Linked DNA regions of Triticum aestivum: region 2 is linked to region 1. Evidence: chromatin contacts called from public Hi-C data. All regions are on one chromosome and are shown on one strand. Each heading gives the region's core, a stretch centred on a gene start, on an enhancer-like site or on the middle of the called end of the contact. The rest is flanking DNA. Distances are from core to core; before and after follow the strand shown. Region 1 holds the start of LOC123063099 (CBS domain-containing protein CBSX6). Region 2 has its middle 5.3 kb from the start of LOC123059028.

Region 1 (4,493 bases), core at 1,356-3,855:
AGATAGTTTATAGTCTTCTCCTACGACAGATAGTTCATAGTTCGTCACATAGACTGCTTATACGATACAAAATAAAACGAAAAACTAGTACTACTCGTCAGACTCGGACTCTGCCTCGGTGATGTCCTCCTCTAACGTCTGAGCGTAGGCGTCAAGGAACCGCTCGTCGTCGGAGTCTCAGGAGGACGCATCTCCTAGCGCGATGTTGTATTTAGCGACCGCCTTTCGTGTTCGCTTGTCCTCGCGATAGGCGGCTCGCTCCTCCCTCCTCTTCGCCCTCTCCACTCTCCTCTCAGCGAAGAACCGTTCCTCGTTGATGATGTCTTGCGGGAAGCGATGGCTCCACAACGCCACGGCTTCCTTGTCCATCTCGGCCAGGCTGAGACAGCACTCCCGCCTCCGGTTCTTGCGACGATCCTCGTCAGTGAGAAGCCGCGGGAAAGGCGCCAACTCTTGTGCCCGCTCCCGCGTCGCCACGTCGGCGAAGTTCATGTCCTGACGGGACCGCCGGAGGCACCACGCCGCAGCGTCGTACGCGTGGGTGCCCTCCTGGACGGTGTCGAAGGTTCCGAGGCGGAGGCGCATGCCGCCGCCCGCCCGAATCTCGGCGGAGTAGGCACCGGACGGACGCATGCGGACGCCGCGGTAGCCCGAAGCTCCCCGGCGGCGAGGCGGCATGATGGCACGATGGTGTCGTGTCGGTGGCGAGGAGAGAAAGCGGTAGAAGGAGCGATGAGAGAGCGGCAGAGGGCGCTGCAATTTTATAGGCGCGCCGGACGCGGTGCGCCAAATCTAGCGCGCGAGCTGTCGCCTTTTCTCCCACGCGTGCAATCGTTTTCCGTCATCGCTGGAGCGCACGAAAACGTCCAGCGCGCGCTAAAAAGCCAGTTTACCGCCCGCGCGTCTTTTGGCGCGGCTGTTGGAGATGCTCTTAACAGACTACGATGTGTTATAGCATATAGAATGAGCGTGTCGGTGTAAATTTTGCAAAGGAAGATTGTGACTACAAGAGAAGGTGCAGTAGTTTGTTGCCTCCTATGAGTTGAGATGAGTTGATTAGATTGATATACGGGTTGAGGCACAATGAAAAAATTATCATCTACTTCCTCCGTTCTATATGTTTGACATTCTAGACGTAAATATTGTTCTTCGGAGATTTGATCAAAGTTTGTGAGGTTTGAATTTTAAAATACCTATATGCACTACATTATAGAAGAAAGCGAATAAGATGAGAATATGTGTCATGATGTACGAACGAGCTTGTTAGCTCATTAAATTTAACAGACTGAGATCAACGATTGGCCTCTTCGCTAAGGAGCGACTTACGATCTTAACGAGCTAAGCTATCGAGCGCTTATTAATCTCACAAACTATGTGCTTTTGATCCAGCCCTAATCGACCATCACATCAACAATCAGGCTAGCCACTAGGCACAGCAGGCCAATCAAAAATCTGCCCGTTGATTGGGTTTATCTGGGCGGTGGTGGCACTAATGCTAGTGTCATGTGTGGTGTCGTGTGTGCATTAGCGAGGGGTTCTTTCATTTTTGATATCTCAGTAGGTGCTCTCTGTCTTCTCCTACTACAATATGATCACGAATAAGTGGCCGCCTTGCAATAGTTGCATCTTCAACAACAAATGTGTCAGTCACCTCAAGTTCTCACATACTGGTGTGGACTATTCATATCACGCGAGGCGAGACACGACATGACTCCTCGAAACATTCGAGATTAGTCGAGCATGTTCATGTTTAGTCTTTTGTGTAGCTAGAGATGTCGGCTTCCGAAAGAAACTTCATGTGACTTTAGCTTTGTTGTTATGTATCTTTGATGTCATGTAATTTTCAGTTATTCAATTTGAAGTACTTTATCCAGTAAGTTACTAGCTCACCCGCGAAAAAGAAACAAACAAACAATAAGTTACTAGTAAGTTTGAATCGTTGGCAAAGAACAGTACTCAAAGGTGGAGGGTTACCCAGATAGTCGTTCATTGATTATATCTTCTTTTTTCCTTTGGAAAAGACAAGGCACAAAGGTAAACACTTGTATACGCACCAACACCCACCCTCGCAAGCCTTCAATCCTTCCATTTAGATTGTTTTATAAACATGGCATACACACAAATGCTCATACATACGCACAATATATTCACTTATATGAATTCGCGCAAGAACATCCTGCCCTTATGAATACATCTGAGAGATTAAGCCGGCACATCATCTTAAGATTGATGAAGTTGCCAAAAACATCTTCATAGTCGAATGAGAACGTCTCCTTCCACTGAACGCACACCAACGAAAAGCCTGAAATAAATTCAAGAAAATGCGAGCACCGCTGTCAACTTTACGACTTGAATCATGGCGGGCTGGGATACCACTGTCCTCGTAACCGTACAACTGGTCCGTCCTTCTGTTTAGATGTTGTCAACTCACTATGAACGCCACGTGGTTGATCGATCATTCTGCCAGATTCACAGATTATACATGGCACACAATAAATGCATGCTTAAATCACAATAGTGATCCATCGGCCGACCACCCCGAATCTCAAAGCACGGCCACGGAGCTGATTTAACCCCAGCCAGCCAGCCGGTCTCCTCCCACCGCATCGCGTCGCATATCCCCCTCCCTCGCGTCACCCACAGCCGGCCTCAATTTTCCATCTGCTCCCCGTGCTCTTAATGGGCTTTCCCTCCCTCCGACATGGCCGGCGACCCCCGCACCCGCGCCGCCGGTGACCCCTCCGCCGCCTCCCCCTCCTCCTCCCCCGCCGTCGGCCTCTCCAGGCTCTTCCTCCACCTGCTCCTCCTCCACTCGCTCTTATAACCCCGCGCCCCCCCGCCGCCAGCCCATGGCCGCCGTCTTCTACCACCACGTCGTCGGCGACCTCACCGTCGGCAAGCCCGAGATAGCCGAGCTCAGCGACGCCGACACGCTCGACGACGCGGCGCGGGCCATCGCCGGCAGCCCCGAGGGCGCCGTGCCCGTCTGGCGCGCGCGGGCCGCCCCCGACGACCCGCCCTCCGGCGCCCGCTTCCTCGGCATGATCTCCGCCGTCGACATCGCCGCCTTCCTCGCCGCCGCCGGCGCCGGCGACCGCGCCATGCGCGCCGCCGTCGGCGAGGCCGTGCAGCCCAACCAGGACCTGCTCCGGGAGGTCGATCCCGGCACCAGGTCAGTTCTTGGTCCTCGACCCGTCCCTTCTCGCCGCCGTCGTGCCCCCGCCCGTCCCATCAGGAGTCCCACCCAATCTCCAAGTCTTCAGGCATCACTCGTCTGCGGTTTCATAGTCGTAGGCAGTGGCGATTCAGTCTACGCACTGTGGCTCTATTGACTCAGGCTCAGCTCGGATCTGCCCCTGCCTGCTCCCTCGGGGTGCTTCACTACAGCCGAATGCTGATGCGCAAGCCTCTGTTGTTTAATGCGGTCTGGTTGGTGATCTTTGTCTTGTATGCGGGTAGTACAAAATTGTTTTTGGGTCTTTCTGCATCTGTAAGAGATCACTGGGGGTTTGTGCCTTTGTGGTTAAATTACTCTTCTGTGCTGACTGCTGCTGTGGGTGTAAATCAGGAAGTGCTTACTGCTCAGTGAAGCTGCCTGAAGTTGTGCTTACTGGATACTAAAACTGGGATAGCGGTTGTATTTAACACAATCTCTTTCAGACAAAAGGATAGTTGGTAAGGCGTGATCGTTGGAGCCCGTCATGCTTGGGTAAAACTGGAAAGTTTGATTAAGTGCCTTCAAAACAGATCCTAATCCATACCTGGTTTGTGTGAGCTTAAGATTGATGCTTATGAGTCGCTGAATTTCATTAAAGAGTCACTGAATTTCGCTCCTGTTCATGAAATATAGTTGGATCGAACTTCCGGACAGAAATAATGTGGCAATCTGGATATTGTTTTGCTAGGTCATGTGCCTTAGTCGCAAATCCACTGCTCAAGTTTAAGTTGCTCTATCCCTGTGTGCACAGTTTTTTTTCTTCAGGATCCAAAGAAATGCCACAACTGGTCATGCTTTCTTCATTAAACCATCATTTTAGTTGCCCCTTTAGGGACCATTTGTTGACAACAACTTAAAAGACTATCACATAGCTCCTCGAGACTGAAAAACTGTAACTCATGACTGTTACCAACAGCATAGATTTGCTAGGTGTTCACCTATCAGTATCTGTGGATATTCTTGTTTTTTCTCAATTCCTAGAGTAGACTGATCATTCTACAATCTAGCTTGTATTTTACGCTATCATCCAGTATCGTGAAGTGTCTCCAGTCCATTCCGAAGCTTAAACAAGCCAGATGGCTTTCACATGGTGCAGAGTTTGTCCTTCTGATTGTGTTGTCATAAGAGGAACAAAGTGGGAACATGGTTCCATTTGGCAATGTAACATCGCAATCAGGAAGGCAGCAATCCATGTGGAAGCCGTGCTGGCTGCTAAGGGATTCATGAGTCAAGACAATAGTTTAAATAAACTGAGCAATACATGACACATGCGAGG
Region 2 (4,395 bases), core at 1,677-4,176, 43 kb before region 1:
TAGCCAGATATTGTGAGGTCGAGTATAATCGATCGTGGCGAGTTTACGGATTCATTCACGTGTGCGTGGCGCGTGATCTGCTATTCTGCTAACAATCACCGGCAGTGGCGGTGCTAGAAATTTAATCATGTGTGATCAACTCAATGTTGTGTAGTCAAGATATGTGTATTTCTATGAATTTTGTATTATCTTTTGCATGTTTGTGCTTCTACATGATGCTTTTTTTCACAAACCTGTGTAGTCAATTCACTACACAGCCAACATGTGGCTTCGCCACTTTCACCGGCGTTTCATCTTGGCCCCGCTCGAGCCCGACCACGACGCCGCTGATCGAAGTCTTGAGAAATCTGGGCGGCCATACGAGGCAACTCCCAGGAAGAAAACTCGTACGTGCGTCTTCGCTCGTCCCTCCCAGGTAGCTGGGCGTACTACGAGTACACGGTACTGTGATCTTCTTCCCCGCACATGCATCAACGATCATCAATTCATCACGCCCACTGGCCAGTACGTACGCTTGGTCGTTGGGTGGGAGTAATTGTGCCGTGACCATCAAGAGTTCAGATAGCCCCCAGCCAGATCAGCACCCCGCACGCCAGGAGAAAAAAAGCGCCCCTTCGGACCTCCCCGAGCCAGCCTGCTGTCTTCACTTCACTTCCCCAGTTCCCCGATCACCGCTTGCCTGCCGTGCCGTGCACACGCGCACGGACATGGACTGGCTACGATAGAGAAGAATGCGAATCAGGAGTTCGCATCTGGAACCCGGGCACAGCAAACGAGCGAGACTGCCACGCGTCGCCGGTTAACCACCACGACACGGGCGACAGAACGAGACGAGACAGACACCGGCCGATGGTCGACTTGGACGCGAGCGCAAGGGCTACAAGGGAGGGACGCAGCATCTGCTGGAGACGGATCACGGATGGATGCAGATCCGATCTGGGAATTGTGCACTCATGCAGCGAATGGCCAAAATCACGAACAGACCAGACGTGCCAAGCACTGCTCACGAATCAACGCGACGGGTGCGCTAGATTTTTTTGGGTGCATTAGATTGATTCTACAACTGCGCGCCATCGAATGGAACCAAACAGTTGATCGGCTCAGCGGGCCATCGAGATCAACCACCTGCTTGGCTCCATTAAGGCTCAGCTCGTTAAGCTTAATGAGAAAAAAATCGTGTTTGGCTATTTCCATCTAAAGCTCATGAGCGCTTGTTAATAGACTACGATATGTTATAGCATATGGAGCCAGATTGTGGGTGTTTTTTTTTTTGAAACGGAGAGAGAGTGTGGGTGTAAATTTTACAAAGAAAGATGGTGAGCATGTGAGGAGGTACTAGTTTGGTTTGTTGCCTCCTATGTGTTGGGATGAGTCGATTAGATTGACTATATGGATCGAGGTACAATGAAAATATTATTATGTACTTCATCCGTTCTATAATGTCGTGTGCATAGATTATTTAAAAATTCAAACTTTGCAAACTTTGATCAAGTTATGCCTCCGACTCAGACGTCCGAGTGCACGCTGGCCCCGGCATAGGCATGAGGACCCAGCGGTGGCCGGGCACCACCTCCGGAGCAGAGGGTACTGGTGATGGGCGGCGTACCTGGAGGAGCGGAGCTGCGCCAGGCGGGACGGGCCAGCGTCGTCGCGGGCGTTGCGTCGATGGGCGCCTGGCCCTGACGAAGTGGATCCGCCCCTGCCGGATCCGCCTTGATCGATGACCGAATGCCTCAATGCGATGCGGAGGGTGACCTACTCCACATCGTCGCTCTCCACTTCGTGCAGCAAGCTAGACCAGTCGTTGTCGGAGCCGGAGTCCCCACCGAGGGTAGCGCTGCTTCGGTCACGGCCATGGATGCGTTTGGAGGGGATCGGAAGTGGAGTGGAAGGAGAGGGGAGTGAAGTGAAGTTCGGATTGACTACGGTCTAGGATTTTCCGGACGACGATATTTGTGGAGCAGGCATGGCCCAGGCTGGGCCAAGCCGACGTGGCGGGCGCGCCTGGACCGCCTCATATCCGCCCATATTTAGGCTGGATATGAGGATGCCGGTTAGTCTGGGTGTTTGAGTCTTCTTTGAGGCGTTCGGATGTGTTAATTTTTGTGACCGATCAACCCGTCCGGGGCGTTAGAGGCATGTTTAGGGTGCCCGGCTTTAGATGCTCTGAGTAGCCAGATATTCTGAGGTAGAGTATAACGATCATGGTGAGTTTAAGGATTCATTCACGTACACATGGCTCGGTTTTTTTTTCGAAATGGAGTACACATGGCTCATGATCTTACATTCACCGGCGTCTCATCTTCGCACCGGCGGCCGGCCATACAAGGCAACTATCAGGATCAGGAAGAAAGCACGCACGTCCGTCTTCGCTCGTCCCTCCCAGGTAGTACTAGGACGTATGAGTACATGGTACCGTACCACTCTTCTTCCCCGCACGGCACATGCATCCATCTCTGTCTCCGACTCGGCCTTCCCATCAACGATCATCAATTCATGATGGCCACTGGCCAGTACGTACGTACGTACGCTTGGTCGTTGGGTGGGAGTGATTGTGCCCATCAGGAGTTCAGATTGCCCCCCGGCCAGGTCAGCACCCTAAGCAGATGCCAAGCACAAAAGCGCCCTTTCGGACCTCCCCGAGTCAGCTTCCCTCTACGCAGTACTGTATACACGATGCCCTTCACTTTCCTTCCCCGGTTCCCCGATCGCCGCTTGCCTGCCGTGCCGTGCACACGCACACGCACACGCACACGAACATGGACTCGCTGACAGTGGAGAGAAGAATGCGAATCAGGAGTTTGCATCTGGACCAGGGCAGCAGCAAACGAGACGAGAGGGCGAGACGGCGATGCGTCGCCGGATAACCACCACGGGAGTACGAGGCGAGACGAGACGCGCACTTGCCGTACGAAACGGACCGGCCGATGCGTTGATTGGGATGCGAGCACAAGGCTACGACTACTCCTACAAGGGACACATCATGCATCTGCTGGATCCTGGATGGATGGGTGGAGATCCGATCTCGGAATCATGCACTCATGCAGCAGTTTTGGATGGCGACCAGACGCGCAAAGCCTCCCGCGAAGCAACGCGACGGCTGCGTTAGATTTTGACTCCAGAACTGCGCGCGCGCGTGGTGGTAGCAGGTTGGTGGTATCAAGGTTGTCAGAATCACGATTCTATTATACAATTCTACGATCCAAACTGATTTCTATGATTCTACGATTTTACTTTATAAAATCTACGTTTCTACAATTCTGATAATGAAGATTCTACGATTTGTGATTCTACCATCGAAGCTTCGATCCGATTCAAAATCACGATTTTGACAACCTTGAGTGGTACTATCAGCTGTGTGGTTTGGTTAGGACATCCATCGAGATTAACGAGCTACTTGGCTCAATTAAGGCTTAGCTCGTTAAGCTTAATGAGAAATAAAAATCTTGTTTGGCTATGTTCGTTTAAAACTTGTGAGCGCTCGTTAACGTACTTGTTGGAATATTAGGCAAGTTCATGATTAATTCCAGTAAATAATTCATGCAATAATCTAGCAAACTAGAAGAACAGCAAGACTTGCATAACAGCAGCAAGCACGTAACAATAGCTGTAGAAACAGACATGAACAAAGGATGTTGGACGTACTGATCGTTAGCTATTATGGGTGCGACAGTGTTGATGACGATGTTGGCGACGATCTGCTGCTGACGGCGATGAATACGACGATGAGTAGCACCGCCCGACTTGGACGGAAGACGACCCGTGATGACGAATTTGATCAGTCCCGCACAGCGCTTCCCAAAAACCTAATTCGTCCTCTTCCGGTGCAGGATCGCAAAGACGAACGGTTCCGGAGACCTGCTCTCCCACGCGCCGATGCACGCCGGCATTTGGGATGGAGTAGACTACGATGGCGGCACAAGTTGTGAGATGAGGCAAAACCCTAGGTGTTTTTCCGGTGTGTCTCTGGCCGCAGCCGGTAGCTGTATATATATTAGGACCAGAGGCGGTATTGTGTCGCGACCACAATCCCAAACCGACTCGGTTTCTAATTCGTATACTTAACGGACAAGAAATCAAAAACTTGTCTGCCAAGACATAAAAAATAAAACGGCAAAAGGAAGTTGCGCTCCTGCAAGGAGACGGACCGGATTTCGGCGGACCATTCACGCGCATGTCGCATGTACGCGCCGCCTCGCCCCCGGCCCGGCCCGGCCCGGCCGGGCCAGGCGAGCGAGCGCGCGCGTGTGGTTTTCCCTTTCTCTTCTCACACACCACTTAGAGTGGTGGAGAGAACCCACTATATAAGAGGTCCAACTCTTCTTCAACTTTCAAGGTGGGACTAAACTTAGCACCACCACTTGCCATTTTACACATGGGCTTTGAGATTTCAGA

Evidence for each region. A called contact is a pair of places that touch in the nucleus more often than the background predicts.
Region 2: a Hi-C map of leaf shows a contact between it and region 1, with 3 times the contacts expected there. The contact joins the enhancer-like site here to the promoter of LOC123063099 in region 1. A contact is called at or near these places in 2 of 5 Hi-C or Micro-C datasets (both in leaf).

Annotation. Positions count from the first base shown.
Region 1 is chr3A:670,725,728-670,730,220 of IWGSC CS RefSeq v2.1, reverse strand. It overlaps LOC123063099 (CBS domain-containing protein CBSX6), which reads left to right and starts at 2,605. Exons shown (of 2, transcript XM_044486837.1): 1 at 2,605-3,172. The coding sequence starts at 2,850.
Region 2 is chr3A:670,769,397-670,773,791 of IWGSC CS RefSeq v2.1, reverse strand. No RefSeq gene overlaps it. Among protein-coding and RNA genes, the nearest start is that of LOC123059028, 5.3 kb to the left of the region's middle. Within about 2 kb of position 2,926, at least 1 of the 8 cell types and tissues checked has an H3K27ac peak or open chromatin away from gene starts, as enhancers often do. A contact at or near this core is called in leaf, where this site is marked.